Linked DNA regions of Sus scrofa: region 2 is linked to region 1. The links are chromatin contacts, called in public Hi-C maps. All regions are on one chromosome and are shown on one strand. Each heading gives the region's core, a stretch centred on a gene start, on an enhancer-like site or on the middle of the called end of the contact. The rest is flanking DNA. Distances are from core to core; before and after follow the strand shown. Region 1 has its middle 210 kb from the start of SLITRK6. Region 2 holds the start of SLITRK5 (SLIT and NTRK-like protein 5).

The links. A called contact is a pair of places that touch in the nucleus more often than the background predicts.
Region 2: a contact with region 1 is called in a Hi-C map of embryonic fibroblasts, with 6 times the contacts expected there. The contact joins the promoter of SLITRK5 here to the enhancer-like site in region 1. A contact is called at or near these places in 5 of 47 Hi-C or Micro-C datasets (embryonic fibroblasts, fetal heart ventricle, fetal skeletal muscle and 1 more) and 1 of 2 datasets of contacts at active chromatin or transcription factors (skeletal muscle).

The regions. Positions count from the first base shown.
Region 1 is chr11:56,726,578-56,731,943 of Sscrofa11.1, forward strand. No RefSeq gene overlaps it. Among named protein-coding and RNA genes, the nearest start is that of SLITRK6, 210 kb to the left of the region's middle. Within about 2 kb of position 3,799, at least 2 of the 83 cell types and tissues checked have an H3K27ac peak or open chromatin away from gene starts, as enhancers often do. A contact at or near this core is called in fetal skeletal muscle, where this site is marked.
Region 2 is chr11:57,788,252-57,793,967 of Sscrofa11.1, forward strand. SLITRK5 (SLIT and NTRK-like protein 5) reads left to right here and starts at 4,325. Exons shown (of 2, transcript XM_013980614.2): 1 at 4,325-5,234.

The DNA of each region.
Region 1 (5,366 bases), core at 2,549-5,048:
AACATTTCCATATATTAACTACATATGTTCATTACACAAAAGTTTATCTTCGGGAGTTCCTGTCGTGGCTTAACAGGTTAAGGACCCTACTAGTATCCATGGGGATGCAGGTTTGATCCGTGGCCTCACTCAGAGAGTTAATGATCTGGCTTTGCCATGAGCTACAGTGTAGGTTGCAGACAAGGCTCAGATCTTGCATTGCTTTGGCTATGGCTGAGGCCAGCAGCTGCAGCTCTTATATGACCCCTGGCCCAGGAACTTCCATATGCCACAGGTGTGGCCATAAATAAAAAATTTATCAGGTTTTATTATTTTGCAAATATTGTTAAAATGCATATAATCTTTTTACCATTTACTGTATTCCACACATAAAGTACCTTTGTGTCTTCAGCTTATATCTCAATATCTGTGGCAAAGACAATAATAATTTTTACATCTAAGCTTAAAAAATTAAAACTGATAGAAAGATAGTTATAACAGATAAACAAAAAGGGGAAAACAAAGAAAAACCTGCAAGTCCTGCTTTTTTATGACATGAAAAACTAACCAGTAATGGCATACTTATTCCAGTTCAGACTGTTAGTTCTTCTATAGTTACAGTTCAAATTATATTAAGTAAAGTAACAATGTTGACATATAAATTGAAGCTATAATCAAAGTGAAGAGTACGCTTAGGTGATTACTGATGGACAAAAATTTAAGAAATATACTATTAGCTACACAAATAAACATTTGTTTGAAGACAGAAGCTGAATGAAGATTCATGGCAATAGAATGTACTTATTTAGAACTGGAAATGTAATAATATGTCCTATGATTGTGGTGGTATAAACGTAAGAATGAATTTTATGACTGCAACAATTGAAATTTGCCAAGAAGATCGAGTCTTGAGTAAGTTTTCTTTGGAGATCGAAGCCATACAAGGAAGTTGTCAAGAACATCATTTCATCAAAACAACAATTTTCTTTAGGAAATAACATTTGCATTAAATTGCAATGCACTATTACAAAAATAAGCATTATTCATAGCAAATATAAAATAAATTGTATCAGGCTTTTAGATAAAGCAGCATTAAATGGCATTACATTATTTTATGAAACTGGAGAATTAACAGAGAATTGGTTTGAAATCTTTGTGTTGTGCCTAACATTTATGATATACCTTTTAAATTTTTACTTAAAATTCCTCCTACAAAAACATTTATTTATTCATGTAACATAGTACAGGTGTGTTTTTTCTCATGTCAGAAATCTCAATTGCTAATGATAGCAACATAATCATGTATTTATTTTATTAAAATATATGTATTGCCAGTATTAGAATAATAATACCAAGACTATCACAACAAATACGCATACTCTAAGTAGTTTAATGTTATTATTATTTTTAAATTAGGGGGGTTCCTGTTGTGGCGCAGGGGAAATGAATCTGACTAGGAACCATGGGGTTGTGGGTTTGATCCCTGGCCTCGCTCAATGGGTTAAGGATCTGGTGTTGCTGTGAGCTGTGGTATAGGTTGCAGACATGGCTCAGACCTGGTGTTGCTGTGGCTGTGGTGTAGGCCAGCAGCTGTAGCTGATTCGACCCCTAGCCTGGGAACCTCCATATGCTGTGAGTGCGGTCCTAAAAAAAAAAGAAAAAAAAATTAGGGCCACACCTGCAGCATATGGAGGTTCCCAGGCTAGAGGTCAAATAGGAGCTTCAGTTGCTGGCCATCACCACAGCCACAGCAACACCAAATCTGAACCTCATCTGCAACCTGCAGCGCAGCTCAAGGCAACTCCTGATCCTTAACCCACTGAGAAGGACCAGGGATTTAACCCACAACCTCAAGGATACTAGTCAGGTTTGTTACTGTTGAGCCACAACAGGAATTCCTATGTTTATGGTTCATTTTGCCCCTATGGCATATTTAATTAGGTATATAAAAGCAAATTACAGTGTTTTAAGATAACTTGTATTAGCTTCTCTGTGTGGTTATATTACCAAGTAGATATATGGGTGGGGTAACATTTTACATTCTACTTTTAGTTAATTTACATTTAACTTAGTTTTATAATTGTATAAAATGTTATTTCGTACCTAGTGGTGTAAAAATTATAATTAAAGAGGCCTAACATCTACCATAGTATCCTCTACCTACCCCCATTTTATTTCAGGATTTATCTTTTTATATTCTTATATATAATCATATTTGTATTTATAGCCTACCTTTCTTAGATTAATTATAATTCCCAATCAAATGTTATTTATATTTTTATTCTTATCATTTAATGAAATTTCCTGATAATCATTCCATAATAGTGTACATAAATATTTCTCTTTTTCTATGATTGTACTTTTTCCTTGTACTTTTTCCTTGTTTTATGACTATATCCTAGGAATTTGACATATCCTCTAGTGAAGTACATCTGAGCTATTGCCATCCTGCAGTATTTACAAATAGAATCAATGCCAATAAACATATGTATATTTACATATGTTTACATATATTTCACAATATATTTACATATATTTCACAATTTTGTTCTTGTAACTTTGGGATAGAATCTCTAGAGATGGCTGAGTCAAATTGTTGAAGCATAAAAATCTTGCTAGATATTAGCAGATCCTCTTTCATAAAGATTAGAGCATCCTGCCTTTCTATTAGGAGTATTATAAATATTCTTATTTCCTCACAGGTCACCAAGAATATGTGGTGCTAAACTTGGATTTTTACCATGCTTATCAGTAAAAGCTAGGGTCTCATATAGTTTTAAGTTTTAATTTTTTATAATGAGAAAAAGCATACTATTATATATTGAAAAATGATTTAATTTCTCTTTAACTGTCTGGAGATAAATTTTCATTGTGACTAATAAATGTGTTTGACTTAACTTGCCATAGAATTCGAGTGGTTTTAGAGTTGGTAAATACATAATTCTTAAAACAATTTTTTATTACTTTTTATGTGTTAGTCATTCTTTTAGGTACTAACAGAAGTGTGCTAAAATAAAGTCCTTGCTCTCAAGAGCTATGGTCTGGTGGAAGAAACAGGCCATAAACAAGAAAAGAAATGATCAAACAAAATAATCTCAACTATTTTTAAATACTTGTAAAAAAACAATGCAGAAACTGGTGGAGATGGAACACTATTTTATCAAGAGTTACCACTGAAGATCTCTTCGAAGAAGTAAGATTGAGATTCTGACAAAAATGACATAAATGTGTGAGCCATTTGAGACAGTAAAAGGAAGAAGGAGGATGTAACAGATATGAAGACCCTAAATCAGTAAGGAACTGGCAAGTTTGGTGACAAGAAATGTGGGTGGAAGTATGACAAGCATTAGCACAGCACAGAACAACTCAGGAGGGAGATAGAGGTCTGATCATTTTGCTCTTTGAGAGCTATAATGAAGATGTTAGATTCAATTCTAAGTTTATAGGAGGCTATTGGAGGCTTTTAATGAAAAGAAAGATATGATTTACGCCTCTAGAAATATAACTGTGGCTACAATGTAGAGGACATACTGGGACTGGGAGGCAATAACATAAGCAAATGTGCCAACGTAGGGGAGGAAAAATAATTTTCACTCTACTTGAGTTCTTAGCTGAGACCTCAGTAATAAAAGACAGATTAACAGGAGAGAAATATGCAGAAGTTTCATGTCCTCTCTGTTTAATTACCTTAATAGTATACACATAGTGATGACAAGCTGAAGTTATATTGGAGTAATTACAATTCAGGCATACACAAATGGAGTCAGGTGGCACATCTCTGCACCACTGAGAAGTTGAACTTTCTTTGAACTGTACCAGACCACTAGCTATTTTCAGAATGACACATACCACTTGCAATTTTATGTTCTCAAGTTCTCTCCTTGTAACTCTTCAATCATTTCAGTTCCCCACCAATCCTTTCTTAGCAAGCATTCTTATTTGTATCCAGCTCCAATTGCAATTCTTGATAAACAACTTGTAACTAACTGCAACCTTTTGGGTTTCTGCTTTTATAAGCTTCCCCCATTTTGTAATCCAGCAGAACACAGTTCAAGTGCTTCTTGAATCTGTGTCTCCTGGGCTGTAGGCCTAACAAAACCCAAATAAACAGCTTTTTATTTCAATCAGGTCTCCATTTTTGGAATTTGGTTAACAACAAGATAGCATATTACTTACCAAAATATGCAAAGTACTGATACATGCTATAATGTGGATGAAACTTGAAACTGTTAAGCAAAGTGAAAGAAGAAAGGCACAAAGTGTCATAGAGGATTCCACTTATTTAAGTTATCTAGAATAAATATATCCATAGAGACAGAAATCAAACTGATAGTTTCTGGGAGATGGAGAGAGGAAGGTATAGGGATTGACTGCAAATACAGGATTTTCTGCTGGAGTAATGAAAAAAATTTGGAACTAGATAGAGGTAGTGGTTGGATAGCAGAGTGAATGTATTAAATGCCACTGAATTGTACACTTTGAAATGGTTCATTTTATGTTATGTGAATTTACCACAAAAAAAGAAAAGAAAATACATACATACATATAGGCATTCTTTCTTGGGTCAGGAATACAAAGTCATTTTCAACACATTAAAGGGTCTCTGTGTAGGTAAAGAGTGTATTAAAGGCCCGCATCTCTACTTCTAGTAGAAACACTGTCATCATTTTTTTTTTTTTTTGTCTTTTTGCCATTTCTTGGGCCGCTCCTGCAGCATATGGAGGTTCCCAGGCTAGGGGTCTAATCGGAGCTGTAGCCGCCGGCCTACGCCAGAGCCACAGCAACGCAGGATCCGAGCCGCGTCAGCGACCTACACCACAGCTCACTGCAACGCTGGATCGTCAACCCACTGAGCAAGGGCAGGGACCGAACCCGCAACCTCATGGTTCCTAGTTGGATTCGTTAACCACTGTGCCATGATGGGAACTCCCACTGTCATCATTTTAATATGGATCAAAATACGAAAATGTGGTAAAGCATAACAACGAAAAAAATCTGATACAAATACACAATATTGAAATTGTAGGCAAGCCAGGCAAATGACCTCAACTAGATCTGCTCAGCATAAGTGGAAGTTATAAATTCAGGAAGGTACAGAATAGCCATGGCAGTGAATACAGAAGCTATCCATGGTCTGACAGAAAAGGCTACCCTTACTATGACTTACCTAATTACTGCCCAGTAATGCTTAACCTTAGACCCTGAATTCTTAATATGACACTCTCCTTCAAGACAATTAGCTGACCACTACAGACACAGTGCATCCTACCAGAGGCAGTGACAGTATTTGTGGCACGAAGAAATAAATATCGATATAATATCTGTGGTATGAAGAAATAAATACTAATGACACTATGTAGGATAATCACTAAATCTCATATTCTTTT
Region 2 (5,716 bases), core at 3,075-5,574, 1.1 Mb after region 1:
AAATAAAGCTAATGTTACCAGCCCACAGCATGGTTGTATGCAGTGACGATAATGCAAGCTAGCCTCTATTAATTACAATTCTATTAATTAATATTGTCAGCTAGAATCAAAAGTCACACCTAAGAGCTACAAAGAGAAATCAGTTTAACTAATTATTTACTCATCACCTCTCATATCATTTTTCCAAATGCTACCTTTATTTCTCAAGTACATTTTTAAAAAAGGTTTATTGGGAATGTGCCTATAAGCTGAAATATTCCTATAGTAGAATATAGGATGTATAGTGAAAAATAAATTTCCATTCCACTCAAGATTTCCCAGTCTTTTAAGAGGAAATCGCTATTGCTGGATTTGTGTTATCTTTCCAGAAAATTTCTCTTTTCTCCCTCACTCTTTTTGTCTCTGTCTCTCTCAGTTTCAACAAGGTATAAAGATGAGGCTAAATACACTACTAATAATAACAGAACTGTATTCCTATATAGCTTGTTACTACAGGAGGTAGGGTCTTCCAAGGTATAGAATGATGGGTACTACTTTTCATTTAGTCAGACTTGCAGGTTGTTCTTAGTCATTTACAAATGCCAGCATCAGTTACAAGAAATATCTTTTTACATACTGTTTTGTATAGTTTATTTTGGTATACCTAGAGGATACTTTCTGAAAATATGACTGTTCAAAAAATGTATACATTTTAAGTTTTGATCAAAATTTCCAAATGGTCCTCCAAAGACGATGTTGTAATACCTAATTCTGGCAAAAAATGTTAGAGGGTATTTACAAGGAGCTATATGAGCCAAGAAAGAAAATTGTCTATTTTATTCACATCTTTCTTTTACACCTCTGAAAGCATATTTTGAATACCATAAATAACTAATTAAGTCTATAAATGAATAAATAATCTTGTTGAAATTAGTTTAGGGGCCATTTCAGATTTGATAATTATCACTACCTGATTTGTCATAATTCCAGATGTATCCGATTGATCAAAAATACATGCTATGCAGTTATTTAGTTTAGCAATTGCACAGAGAAACAATCATAAATGATGACTCATGCTTTCACCTCCGAGAGAAACTTCTTTCCTTTTAGAGATCTGTGGTATATGTAATTTATATTTCAAATACATTAAAAATACAATTTTTGCAGAAGAGAAATAGACTCATAGACTTTGCAAGCAAACTTACGGTTACCAAAGGGGATAAGTATTGGGGGGAGGGATGGACTAGGGGTTTAGTATTGGCATATGCACACTGAGGTATATGGAATGACTGGCCAATGGGGACCTGTTGTATAGCACAGGGAACTCTACCCAATATTCTGTGATAATCTATAAGGGGAAAGAATCTGAAAAAGAATGGATATGTGTGTATATATATATGTATATATATATAACTGAATCACTTTGTTATACAGCAGAAATTATCACAACATTGTAAATCAACTATACTTCAATAAAACTTTAAAATTGAAAAAACTATATAATTTAATTCTGAAAATTTTTCATTTATTAAATAGGGTTGTATAGTCTTTTTAGTTATTATTATTTAATTTAATTTGGGAGGAGTCTGGAATCTAGCATTAGACTTCTATAAGCCTAACACGCCAGTTAGGCTAAACAACAACAGCAAAAACCACAAGGTCTACTGGCTTTGGATCTCAGTGATATTAATTAGTACTTACAAAGTCTCATAACAATTACCAAAGAATTTCCTTGTTTATAGTCTCTGTTAGACTGTCTCATGAGGGACTATAATTCTTGACTAAGAATCTTAATATTCTAAAGAAATCACACAGTGATACATGAATGTATATCATGAGATATTTTAAGGAATGCTTTTAATGTAAGAATTCCTCCAGGTCCTCCAGGGCTCAGAAAGCATTGAAGCAATAATTCCAGGTAGTTATAAATACGAAATCACAAAATATATGGTCAATTTCAAGTGACAAGTCTTTTAATTGTGATTTGAATTTAAATTATAGTTTGCAGATATCAAATTATGTCCATAATTGGCACTAATTATTGACAGATACATTACCGCATATGAAATGTATTTATAATGACACTAGATGATGAGCTAATTATCATATGCATAAATATGTTCATGAACATTTGGACAAAGATTCTCAGGTTTTAACATCCATCTTAATCAAATAATATTTATTTCAGTATCAGTGACCTTAATTCTGGAGAGATGTATTTGGTGAATCCTTTAATTTTCTAGTTCCTATGTGTATTTATGTAATCAAGTGTGTGTATTTGAGTATTGTGTGGTATCATATACATATCCTATGACTGTATGTTGTTGAACATAGTCTAAAACATAGATGTATTTGTTCCTGTAGATAAAAATCTTGCTCAGATTTGATTAGTTACAAGATTTACTTATTTTCTAGGCAATAGCCAATATTCAAAACAAATAGGAGTCTGCACACTAATAAATGAGACTTTTCCTTATTTCTATGATATTTTCCTTCTCTGTTCTTCTGTTCTTGTCTCTTCATGTCACAGTATTTTCTCAAAATTCACTTTCCTGCAAAGCAACTTACAGAGACACCTAGTGGTAAAGAGTAATGGTGGCTTCTCAGGCCATCCTTAACATTGAGTTCATGGTAGAAATTTGTCATATATTTATTTGAATCACAAGAGGTAAACTGGAATATTTGTAGTGTTAATGTTTCCAGCAAAAGTATAACCTAAGTTAACTGCAAACAGTTTCACACTTCTTATCTCGACAAAATGTATTTTAATTAGGATAATAAATATTTAAAGTAACGGAAAACCAACAATTAAACAAAATTTGATATCAAATGTAGTTGTGAAGATTTAGGAAAGTAATAAAAGAATAAACTAAATAGTTATGTTTCAACTATTTTGAATAGTCCAATAATTAACTAAGCCATTTTATACCCTTTGAGAATTTCTATAGAGGTTATCAGCATTGAAAAAACATGTCTGATAGAAACAACATTTATATTCCAAAAGTTCTAACTTTAATGCATAGTTTTAAAATTATGACACTGTAACACTTTCATTTTGAAAAGATAAAAGTAATTTTATACTTTAAATTTTCTAAAATGTTTATGTCATGTTAGAAGATAATAGCTAAATAAAAAATTAGAGCAACAAGCCTTTTCTGGGTGAAGTTTAAGTTTTCTGTTTATATAACGTACCTGTACTAAATGGTTATCATCCCTAAGCCAAATGTTTCTCAATTTAATAGGAAGTTCTATTATAAGATTTTATTTAGAATTATTTGATATTATAGATTGCTTCTTTTCTTCCTTCCTGTGCTTACCCCACATTTAAGCAAAATAAACAAGACTGTTTCCAAACAGAGTATGAATGGCCTTAGGAAAAAAAATACTTGCAAAATAGAGTCAGGAGAAATTTCAAGAAATGTTGCAAAATCTCAGGAGACTGCATTATTCACCACCTCTGGAAAACTCTAATTCAACATAGAGGATGTGGGAAGATATGTTAGTGGCTATATATATACATATATCAGAATTTACATTAATTTCATATTATAATCATAATATTACCCCCAGATATTACAAGAAGGACACAATATTAATTACGTTTAAGACAATTTCAAAAGATACTTCATAATTAATTCCAAAATCAAATGGATAAAATACATTTAAGTGGTAAAACTACCCAGTTATCAAAGGAACAGGCACATGTGCATTTAAGCCTGCATTGGGTCACTTATTTCTATCAACTTTTTTTCTATATCTGGGATGGACTACAGCTTTAATAATACAAACACCTATGAATGTAAGGCATATTTGGGGAGGGAAGTTTCTGGCTTCCTGGAAAGAGCCAAGAATACTTACTGTAGAGATGACGCTAGTAGAGTTTAGCAGGTGACTCTTCAAGAAACTTGCTTTCTATCGATACTGCATTTACTTAGGGATTTCCAGCTTTTTAGAACACATCAAATATATTCACAATCTCTCTGAAAAGTCGTTCACATTCCCTTGTAACGCCCAGACATACTTATAAAACGTAATTCTTAAAAGAAAAAAAAAAAAAGAAGCAAACAACAACAAAAAACCGCCCTTGTTTGCAGCTAGGATGAACCACTCCCTCTTCCAGGGTCCTTTACAGTAAGTACAAGAGACAGCAGCACCGGCTGTGATAGTCTAATTGGGAGGTGGAAGGCAGGCGATCAGCACAGGGCTGGATTCATCTGTCCCCGACCACTAACAAGCCTGACACTGTCGGGGTTATTTCCACTCCTTTCTTTTTCAATCCAAAGATCGCACAGTCCCACGCTCGTGTTACGCACATGGTCCAAGACTCCTCTGTCTCCCACGAATGTGACATCCAAGGGGGAGGGGGGCTCCGGTTCCGCCGGGGGGAGCCCAGGGACGCCTTCGCCCTCGGCTGCCATCTATCGGCCACGGAGAGCCGGCTTCGCCCCGGGCCCATCATGTCTGCTGCAGCTTGGCTCGCACCAGTGGCGCGACAATAAACAAGTGCACCGGACGAGGTCCTGCGCCCGTGCTGAAGCGGATGTCTTAGAGACCCCAGCGATGCTTACTACGATGTCACCTCCTCACCGCCCCCGAAAGAAGACGCGACTTTCTCTGAGTGTTTTAGACCCGCGGGGCTGGGGCTGTCGGGACACGTCACAGGCTTAAAACAACGCTGTTCCTGCACCCCGGGCCCCCCAAGGATATCGGAGATAGAAAATCCCAAATAATGACGATCGTGCGCCGCATGTGGGGAAGGAAATAGAGGAAAAGCCCCTGCAAACACCGGGAGCGATGATACAGCCAAGAGGATGTGGGAATCTTACAAATACTAATTAGGGGCCGCCGCCGCGGCGGCGGCGGGCTCGGCGCGGGGACAGCGGCGACAAGATCCCAGCGCGGTGGTCGCCGCTGCGCAGGGGGCGGAGGACAGCGCAGGAACCTCAGCCGCCGCCGGAGCAGCCGAGGGGCCGGTGCCACCTTCGCTCGCCCCCTCACTACCATGTACAGTGTGCGCTGCAAGAAGAAGGCGGGCGATGTATGCACACCCCTGCGCCCCTCTCCCTCTGGCTCGTCCTCGGGCGTGCGCCACTGACCAGGGGGAATGTGGTGAAGACAGCGAGGAGAGCCGAGGGGGGAGGGGAGGGCCGGCCGGCGCGAACCCAGGCCGGAGGGTGCGAGGAGCCAGAGGCGGCTGGAGGGGGCGGCGGCCGCTGCCGGCTTGGAGAAAGTTGGCCCCTCTGCAGATGGCAACTGTAAGTACGCGCCTAGGGGGTGCGGCGAAGGGTGCCGGGGACCCGGCGATCGCGCGGGTGGGAGCGAGCGTGCGGGCGAGCGTGAGTGTGAGCTGGTGCTCGGCAGGGCTGACCGTCACGTTGGCGGGGCCGGCGGGGCCAGGCAGCTTGCTCCGCGTACCCCTCCTCGGGTTCTGCGCCTCCTCCCCCTCCAACAGCTCCCTCCCCGCCCCGCCCGGCTCCCGCTCCCGGCCCCTCCAGCTAAGCGCCTCTACCACCGGTCCTCCGCCGCCCCCTCCCCCCTCCCTTCCCAGCCCGCCGCTCGCGATCGCCCCCCCGCCCCCCCTACCCCGCTGCCCGCTCAGACTACCGCGGAGTGCGCCGGGGAGAACCGGTTGGGGAGCCCCGGAACCCGCGGTCGCCACCGCGGCGGCGGCCCGGGGCTGGCGGCGTCCGGGCGCCTCTTTCCTCCAGCCGGTCGCATCGCAGGGCTCGCCCTGCCT